Regions from separate parts of the Mus musculus genome. Here regions 1 and 3 are each linked to region 2. Evidence: chromatin contacts called from public Hi-C and HiChIP or PLAC-seq data. All regions are on one chromosome and are shown on one strand. Each heading gives the region's core, a stretch centred on a gene start, on an enhancer-like site or on the middle of the called end of the contact. The rest is flanking DNA. Distances are from core to core; before and after follow the strand shown.

What was found. A called contact is a pair of places that touch in the nucleus more often than the background predicts. HiChIP or PLAC-seq counts read pairs in DNA pulled down with a chosen protein or histone mark.
Region 1: a Hi-C map of uterus shows a contact between it and region 2. The contact joins the promoter of 4930579F01Rik here to the promoter of Tspan5 in region 2. A contact is called at or near these places in 1 of 39 promoter capture datasets (hippocampal neurons) and 1 of 484 Hi-C or Micro-C datasets (uterus).
Region 3: a contact with region 2 is called in an H3K27ac HiChIP or PLAC-seq map of microglia, with 4 times the contacts expected there. The contact joins the promoter of Lamtor3 here to the promoter of Tspan5 in region 2. A contact is called at or near these places in 2 of 115 datasets of contacts at active chromatin or transcription factors (microglia and pancreatic cancer cells).

The regions. Positions count from the first base shown.
Region 1 is chr3:138,192,414-138,195,113 of GRCm38.p6, reverse strand. It overlaps 4930579F01Rik (RIKEN cDNA 4930579F01 gene), which reads left to right and starts at 1,283. Exons shown (of 9, transcript NM_001374685.1): 1 at 1,283-1,519.
Region 2 is chr3:138,740,918-138,743,617 of GRCm38.p6, reverse strand. It overlaps Tspan5 (tetraspanin 5), which reads right to left and starts at 1,410. Exons shown (of 8, transcript NM_019571.5): 1 at 958-1,410. The coding sequence starts at 1,038.
Region 3 is chr3:137,917,119-137,919,818 of GRCm38.p6, reverse strand. Lamtor3 (late endosomal/lysosomal adaptor, MAPK and MTOR activator 3) reads right to left here and starts at 1,264. Exons shown (of 7, transcript NM_019920.2): 1 at 1,156-1,264; 2 at 901-946. The coding sequence starts at 909.

The DNA of each region.
Region 1 (2,700 bases), core at 34-2,533, 550 kb after region 2:
ACTTTCTATTGGCTTAAACCCACATCTGAGCAGTCTTCTCTTGTGGATGCCCCACAACACGATTGTTTATGCTACACATATAAACATTCTTTGCTTTTTGTTTTGTTTTGTTTTTGTTTTGCTTGTTTTTCTAGAAAAGCTTTCTCTCTATAGCCCTGGCTGTCCTGGAACTCACTCTGTAGATCAGGCTGGCCTCAGACTCAGAAATTCCCCTGCCTCTGTCTCCCAAGTGCTGGGATTAAAGGCATGTGCCACCACTGCCCGGCACATGTAAACATTCTTAATGTATGTTATGCCCCAGTCAGCTTCATGTTGCTATAATAAAATGTAAGAGACCAGCTGACATACAAAGAAAACAAGGTATGTTCAGCTCATGGGTTGGGAGGTTGACGGATGGAACAGAATGCTGCCAATTCTATGAAGACCTTGTGGTAAGGATGGTGGAGCTGTTGGGGGTGTATGTGAAAGGGGTGGAGAGGGAGTGAGCACATTACAAGACAGTAAACGGTAAAGAGTTAAAATGCTGTTTCTAGGAGCTCAGGAACACAAGCGCTGCATTTCTTGCTGTTACTCGCTAATCACTCCTGAGAAGTTTGTTAGACATCCGAGGAACTTTGCCCATTATTTGTTGTCACTTTGATTTTTCAGATAGGGTCCTACTCTGTAGCCCGGGCAATCTTTCTGTTTAATTCTCCCAAAGGCTGGAACTATAGGACTGGGTCACCACACCCAGCTTCTCCTCATTTTTTTTCCTCCCTCTCACTCTCCTTAATTTATTTTTAATCATGCATACAAAGTAATGGATTTCATTGTGACGTTCTTTAATACATACCTTGTTTTGTTCCTTTATTTTCCACCATCCCTTCCCTCACCATGCCCCTCCCCTCTCCTTCTGCCCCGCCCGCTTGCTCTCCGAGCCCTCCCCTTTCCTGTTATGGGTACTCTGTTATTCTCTTTTCCTCAACCTCCCTCCCCCGCCTTGAGACCGCCTCTTCCCACCCCTGAGACTCAAATGGTGTCCTTTCACAATGACTGGGAGGCCTTCCCAGCAACCCCACTGCCACCGCTGTTTCTGTCACATAGCACGCACTGGGCTGACTTTCTCCCTTTCCTCTTTTCCTGAGATCCGCAGCACATCCACCATACCCCGTCTGAAACCAGCAAGAGATGCACTGTGCCATGCTAGTGAAGCTGTGTAACAAGCGGCCTGGAGCAATGGCTGTTACAGAGTTCTGGAACTTAGATTTCCCACAATGCTGATCCGTTGCTAACCTATCTCCTCACAACCAGGGAGGCAGGCACCTGGACCCATTGGAGTGTGAGTGGGAGAAACTGAAGAGACACCGCTTTGCTCTTTTGGAGGCATCAGACAGTCAGCTGTTTCCATCGATAAAATCTCCTTAAGTCCGAGATTTAAGGAAATAACAAAATTCAGCCGAGACCCAATATGAGGCTGGAAGGCCATCGGCAGACCTGAGCTTCTATCAGTTAAATTATCTGCTTTTAAAGCCGTTCTCAGGTATAATTTTCTATTCATCGTTAGAAACAATTGCTAACATCTCGGGTATGCTTACTTATGAGTCTCAAATATGCTTTTTAAGGCATACAAGAACCAAGTAGGCCATTTTGAGAAAAAAGGATGCTGTCTTTTAAAGTTAGTCACTTATATTGAGGAGACCGTCCGTACTAACAGCACTGCACTATTCATAGAGACATTTATCTTGTGGGGAAAAATTGCTAGCCCATTTAACAGCAATTGTTGAGTTTATACCAGGTGTGTGCACAGCAGGAAAGAAGATGAAACACCGGGGTAAATCAAGGCACGCCTGATGATGACACCCTATTGAAAGGAGCCATGAAGAAGTGACATGTTTAAAAACAAAACGCAGGGAGGAGCAGGTGCTATGAAGAGTGCTTTGAAGAAGAAAAGGGGTTAGAAGGTGGTGAGGCTGGGGTGACAATGGGGATTGCTACAAGGGGGTGTTAGGACTCCTTTTGGAGAAAGTGCATACCCAGAACAATACATCCTGTATGAGAAGAAGTCCCAGGAACAACTGTGGTGTGTTCTGGGCTGGAAGAGTGGGAGAGCAGTGTTCATGATTCCAGCAACAGCTGTACAAGATGGCCACCGCACGTGACTTACAGTGCCTCCTTATCCTGTCTGTTCCCTTTGTAAACCCGTGTGCTATGTGTGTACTATTTTGAACTTAAGGGTATTAATATTTTATGCAAATGGGCAGGGCATTTTTTCTGAATAACATTAACTGGGTTTTTTCACCAATCCTTCTCTTTGGAGGATTGTATTTCCCTTATTTTAAATAAAATTCGATAATTTACTGATACATGGGTAGAATCAAGAGACCACAAGAAAGGAAATTTTGCTTTCGGAAGTATCTTTGAAACTTCTGTCAATTAATTTATATTAAATATATATACATACATACACACACACACACACACACACACACACACACACAAAGTTTTACTTGAATGTATGGGTATGCATCACGTGCACAAAGAGCTGTGGAAGCCAGAAGGCTTTAGATACGCTGAAGTTGGCCTTGTAGGCAGTTTTGAGCTGCCCAGTGTAGGTCCTGGGAAACGAGTCTGGGTCCTTGGCAAGAGCAGCGAGTTCTCTTAAGTGCTGAGTCATCTCCTCAGCTGTAGATTTTGGAATGACGAATGTGATGTGCAACTAAA
Region 2 (2,700 bases), core at 161-2,660:
CAAAAGAGTAGGGTCCCAGCCTGATTACAATAGGCACCCGGCACGAGGGAGTGTCACGCAGAGCACGGTTGGGAGCCGGTTTGCAAGCCGCGGCTCACCTGCTCTGCCAGCAAAACAGGTCTTACACACCTTCTCCTTTGCATGTCTCCAAGGGTTCCGAAAACCTGTGTGTCACCCCTTTAAAAGGGGAAGACGCGAGGCACGCGCACACCGAAACATATGTTGACTGATGACTAGTTATTCCACAAGGATACACAGAGAAATAAATCCCTCCACCCTGCACGCCCACTTGGCCAGTCCATTATGCAAAGGGAGCGCTTTACTGCCGGAGAGGAGCATGCAGGACGTGTTATTTACGTGCACATTACAGAGCCACACACCACGGCATCTGCATCCTACACAAAGCCGGAGATGGTGCAAGGAGATACACGCTGAGCACGGCACAGACCAGCCGCGGCAACACCGAGCCAAGCCCTCGGCCAATCAGATCGGCGCTGGAAGGTGGATCTCGGGGTCGGCTCTGCCCGATTAGCCTGCCCCATTATGACACCACGCTCTGCCCAACATCCAGATCCCACGGGAAGCAAATCTAATCCGTGTGCTCCCTCGTTTCTCAAACTGCCGAGCCGTCCTCCCATTTGTACCCCAGCTTTTCGCGCCCCCCCCACCCCCTTAAAAAAAAAAGAAAGAAAGAAAGAAAAGAAAGAAAAAAGCCACCCCGAGGCCTGGCTGCCCCCTGCCCGGCTTGGTTCCTCTTTTCACCTCCTCCGAGTCCTGGAAAGGATGAAGTGTTTCTCTCCCCCGCGCTCGAGCCGGGAAGGCGGAAGGTAGACGCCTCTCGCCGCGACTGGGGCAGGAGCTCCGGGGGCGGCGAAAAGTAAAGCAGCGACCACGGCGGGGGACCGTCGCCCACCCATCCGCCACAGCACTTGGAAACCCAGGAGCGCTCCAACTTACCCAAAATATGACATTGAAGCCAAAAATGAAGTATTTGATGCAACAACTGACTTCAGGACCCTTGTAGTGCTTCCCGGACATCCTCTGGGTTCATGAAGACACTTGCCCCGCCAGCCCGAGTTTGGAGCCCCGGAGCACCCCGGCTCGGAGCAGCCCGGCGAGCAGTGGGGCACGCGGGGCTCAGCCGCGCGGACCGAGCAGCTCCGGCACCTCCAGCCGCGGGCCTCCGAGGCCGCCGGGGCGCGGTGGCCGCAGCCTCCGGGAAGCCTCCTCGAACCGGCACGGAGCACAAAGCGGGAGCTCCGCGTCGGTGCGCCAGGCGGCGGGTCCGGCGCTCGGTCCCCGGGCTCCGGGCAGAGGCGGCCGCGCAGATGCCGGCGGAGACGCTGCCCGCCGCCCGCTCGCGCGCCTCCCACCGCTCGCTCCTCCCGCCGCTCGCTCCGCCCGCCCCGGCCCGCAGCTCCGCCCGGCGCCTGGGTCGGCGAGGCGCGCGCGCGCTCGACTCGTGCTCGGGAGCTCCCGAGAGGCAGCCGCACGACGCAGCCGCGCCACCTCTGTCGCGGTCCGCGTGTCTCTCTGTTTCTTCGCCTCCTTTCTCCCCGACCCTTCTTCCCGAGCCCCTTGCCGCCGAGAGAGACGAGGGAACACCCCGTAGCTCACAGACCTAAAGCAGCCAGGGCAGAGGGACCGGACCCCCGTGGATGAGCTGCGGGTCCTTCTCTTGGCCACCAGCAGCTCCGGAGGGACCCTGAAAAAGAGGGTGGCTTCGGGGAGCGAGGGCTGGGTGAGCGCCCTCCTCCCAACACACACACACACACACACACACACATACACACGGTCCCCTTGCCACCTAATCACACCGACCTCCTCCTGCATTGCTATGAGGAAGAGCAGACACCTTCCTTGCCACCCAACAGCAGAACAGGCGGGCTTCGTTGAGATGTTCAAGAGGGATCTAGGCCATTAAAGAGGAGAGAATGGAGGAGTGGGTATCTCAAAGGATACTCTATCTCTCTGACTAATCCACTCTTCCCAACGGCCAAAGAAACGAATCATCCTGCAAGTGGAGGCGAGCAAGAGAAGCTGGCCCAGAGGCGTCCTGACCCAGGTCCACTTCCACACCACGAAATTTTTCTCACCTTTGATGAAACATTCTCAAAGGAACACACCTGCCTCCTAGCTCAGGAAGCGATGCAGGAGTTACATACAGGACTGTCTCCCTCTGGGAAATCCCAGTTGGGTTTATAGATGCAGGGCACTCCTGACCTCTGGGAGAGGACAGAACTGGAGAGTGGAAACTTTGAGAAGCACGGGTGAGCAGGTACCCGGCAGTTGTCTATGTACACTCTTCAGGCACTTGGCACACGGGCAGGGAAACAGATGCCAGGGTTTTGTGGGATGAGAAGAAAGGGCAGCTTAGAAGTGTGTGGCAACATCTAGGGGAACTGACTTTAGTCTTTAGACATCCATGGTAGAAAAAGATAAGAATTTCCAGAACCAGCCAGTGAGTCTGGGCCCAGAACTTTGCATGTTTAAGAGGCTCTGCAGATGATGCCATCAGGGTGGCGGTGGAGAACTTGAGGTCTCAAAGTCTTCTGCCTAGGATTTTGCTGAGTAACTTCCTCTGCCTTTTGCTCAAAATCTGCAACCTGCAGTCAAGCTCTGATAAGGCAAGAAGTTTCCTTTTTACCTGCAGTAACCTCTTTCTAGATGGACCTGGCTTTCAGGAGGCTATGTTACAAT
Region 3 (2,700 bases), core at 15-2,514, 820 kb after region 2:
ATCTCTGACGTGTATAACTTGGGAGAAGTTAGTTAACCTTTTTCTAGGCCTCAGTTTCATTATATGCTTCGTTACATGTCTACAGGGATAATCACAGACCCTACAACCTAAGAACGCTGTCAAAGGTTAGTAAGGGCTATGTCAGTGTACTTGGAATTGGGACACACAAATACAGATTTGCTGTAAAATGAGGTCACGTGCTTCCTAATATTTTACATCCGGATGCTACCGTATTCACTTGAGAATCCTCTATAAATCTCTTCCCATGTCCGGGCATCCAGATTGCCCATGAATTTTTTTTTTTAAATGATCCTAATTCCGATAAACTATTCTAACATTCAGCTTCTTGGCAAAGATACTGACAATTATGACCTCCACTCTAAATGTGTGCTGTTTTGAACCTCTATCTCCCAAACTGAATGAGTGTCCTTTCCCACGTTACCACCACAAACTTACTTTTGCTCTCGTCTTAAACAGACACATAGAAACGGAACATAGCTTGTTAAGGGGGCACGCGTTAGCCATCCTTTTAGACTCCCAACACTGCCTACTGAGACACCAAGAGCATTATTTACTGGGAGAGGATTCAGAGCACTGTCCTATGAACAGGTACTGACTGGAAGGGCGGCCAGTCATCCTTCAGAATTTCCAGTGCCACCCACACAGAGTTCTTGTATGCTCCAATAGGATTAGGAGGTGGAAGAATATATAGTTCTCTGAGGCTAAAGCACCTTAGTGGCCCATCACAACCGGTCCTGACAGAAGCTCAGGCCCCTGCAAGTCCTTACTACAAATCCAGGAAGAGAGGCGAGGCTGAAACACATTTCTACCTTTCTCCTCTCAGAAGCCGTATGCAAACCTCCCACCTCCCCTTTTTCTTGGGAAGGGGTGTCAACTTACATCCGCCATGATGAACCCCTTTTCCTCGCAGAATCGATCTCCACTCCTGGAAGGAAAACTTCCGTGACTTCCCCCGCACCCGAGGCTTAGTCACCCTCTCCAGACCCAGACAGCATCACGAGATCCACCCTCTCCAGGGCCAAGCGAGAGCCCTGGATCTCCGTCAAGGGAGTGGGGAGGTTCCCGGGGACCCTGCCCGGTGGCCAGCCCACCTCTCCCCACCCACTCTGTCCCCGAGCTGAGAGGAGCGGCGACCTCTGCAGACGCACGCGCGCTCCAGCCTGGGAAGACCTGCCCCGGTGTTCCCGCAGTTCAGTCGCCTCTCTGAAGCCGCCTGTCAAGTCGCTGTCACATTACTCGTGACCTCCGCGGGATCCAGGAAGCACTTGCTGCACCCTCCAGTACCGGGACTCGGAACTTCCGGGGAGACCCGGGCGGAAATTGCGCGCGCGGCCGCCCCGCCCCCTGGAGGCTTTTTTTTTTTTTCCTGCGCCTGCGCGCTGCGCCACGAGCAGCTGGGTTGGCATCTGCGGTCCTTGCACCTTAATTTCCATCCAACTCACCTACAACGGAAGATGATCCTGTGCGGAGTATGTGTACACCTTTCCCAGACCCATTATGTAAATCTTTATGAATGAAGACGTTTGAGGAGAACAAACTGAGCAGCCTACTTATTAGAAGTCCCAGGTCCTTGGATAACCTAATTTACAAGCCAGTTTCCTAACGGTGCTGCTACCACATGTTCTCTTGGGTTTTTACCTAGAAGTGCAGGAGCCATGGGCCTATGGGCTCGTTTGCTAAGTCCGTTTTGAACACGCATGCACTGGGCTGCCTGCTTTGGCTCTTGGGCCTGCATTTGTTGTATCTTCTTAAAATAAAATAAAAACTGCCTATATTTTTTGTTGGTGTTTGTACATTCAAGAAAGCCCACTGTAAGGGCAAGGCAAGAAAGCTTAGCAAAAGGGAGGCTTCTCCATTTGCTTTGGCCCGGTGTTTCTCATTACTGACGCGTTGATAACTCTTTTGTGGTAGAGGGCAGCCATGTAATCCGCTTAGGAGACTCTGGTAGAAACCCTGAGGACAAACGAAAATCACCTGGGATCTAAATACTCCCCAGTGGCTGCCTGAGCTGGGGGGAGTGGGGGGAGGGCGGGGAGGGGGAATGGAAGCTGATGGCTTTTGCTGCAGATGTTAACAGTCGTGTACCGTTAAAGAAAACGGTAAGCTCTCTAGGAGCACCTACTTTGGAATTCTTTTACTAAATCGCCACTCAAGTTTCTTTTCATTTCCACAAAGTTTTAATACTTTTATTCTTTGAGAATTTCATACAATGCATTTTGATCATATTTACCCCTGACTCTTCTGCTCTAACTCCCCTTAGGTTCACCCCCATGTCTGTACCCTTCAAACTGTGTCCTCCCCCCCCGCCCCCATAACCTATCAAGTCCAGTTTGGGCTGATCATCTCCGGGGCCTGTGGGACTAGCCAATGGAGCATGGCCAACCTACCAGAGATCACCCTTAAAGAACACTGACACCTCTCTCAGAAGCCATCAATTGCCCATAGCACTTCAGTGTAGGTAGGCTCACCAACCATCCCCACTGCATGCTAGAATGTTGGCTGGCTTGATCTCCGGCAGGCCCGCTCAGCTGTGTGAGCCAGCGTGTTTGTGATAGCATTGGTTGGCCCACTGTGCATGAAGTTGTTCTTTAGTGTCTCAGCCCCCCTTTTGTTCATCCTTTGGGTTTTAGTTTAAGTTTAGTTTCTCAGTGAAATCTTCCTTGACCTTTCCAGAATAGT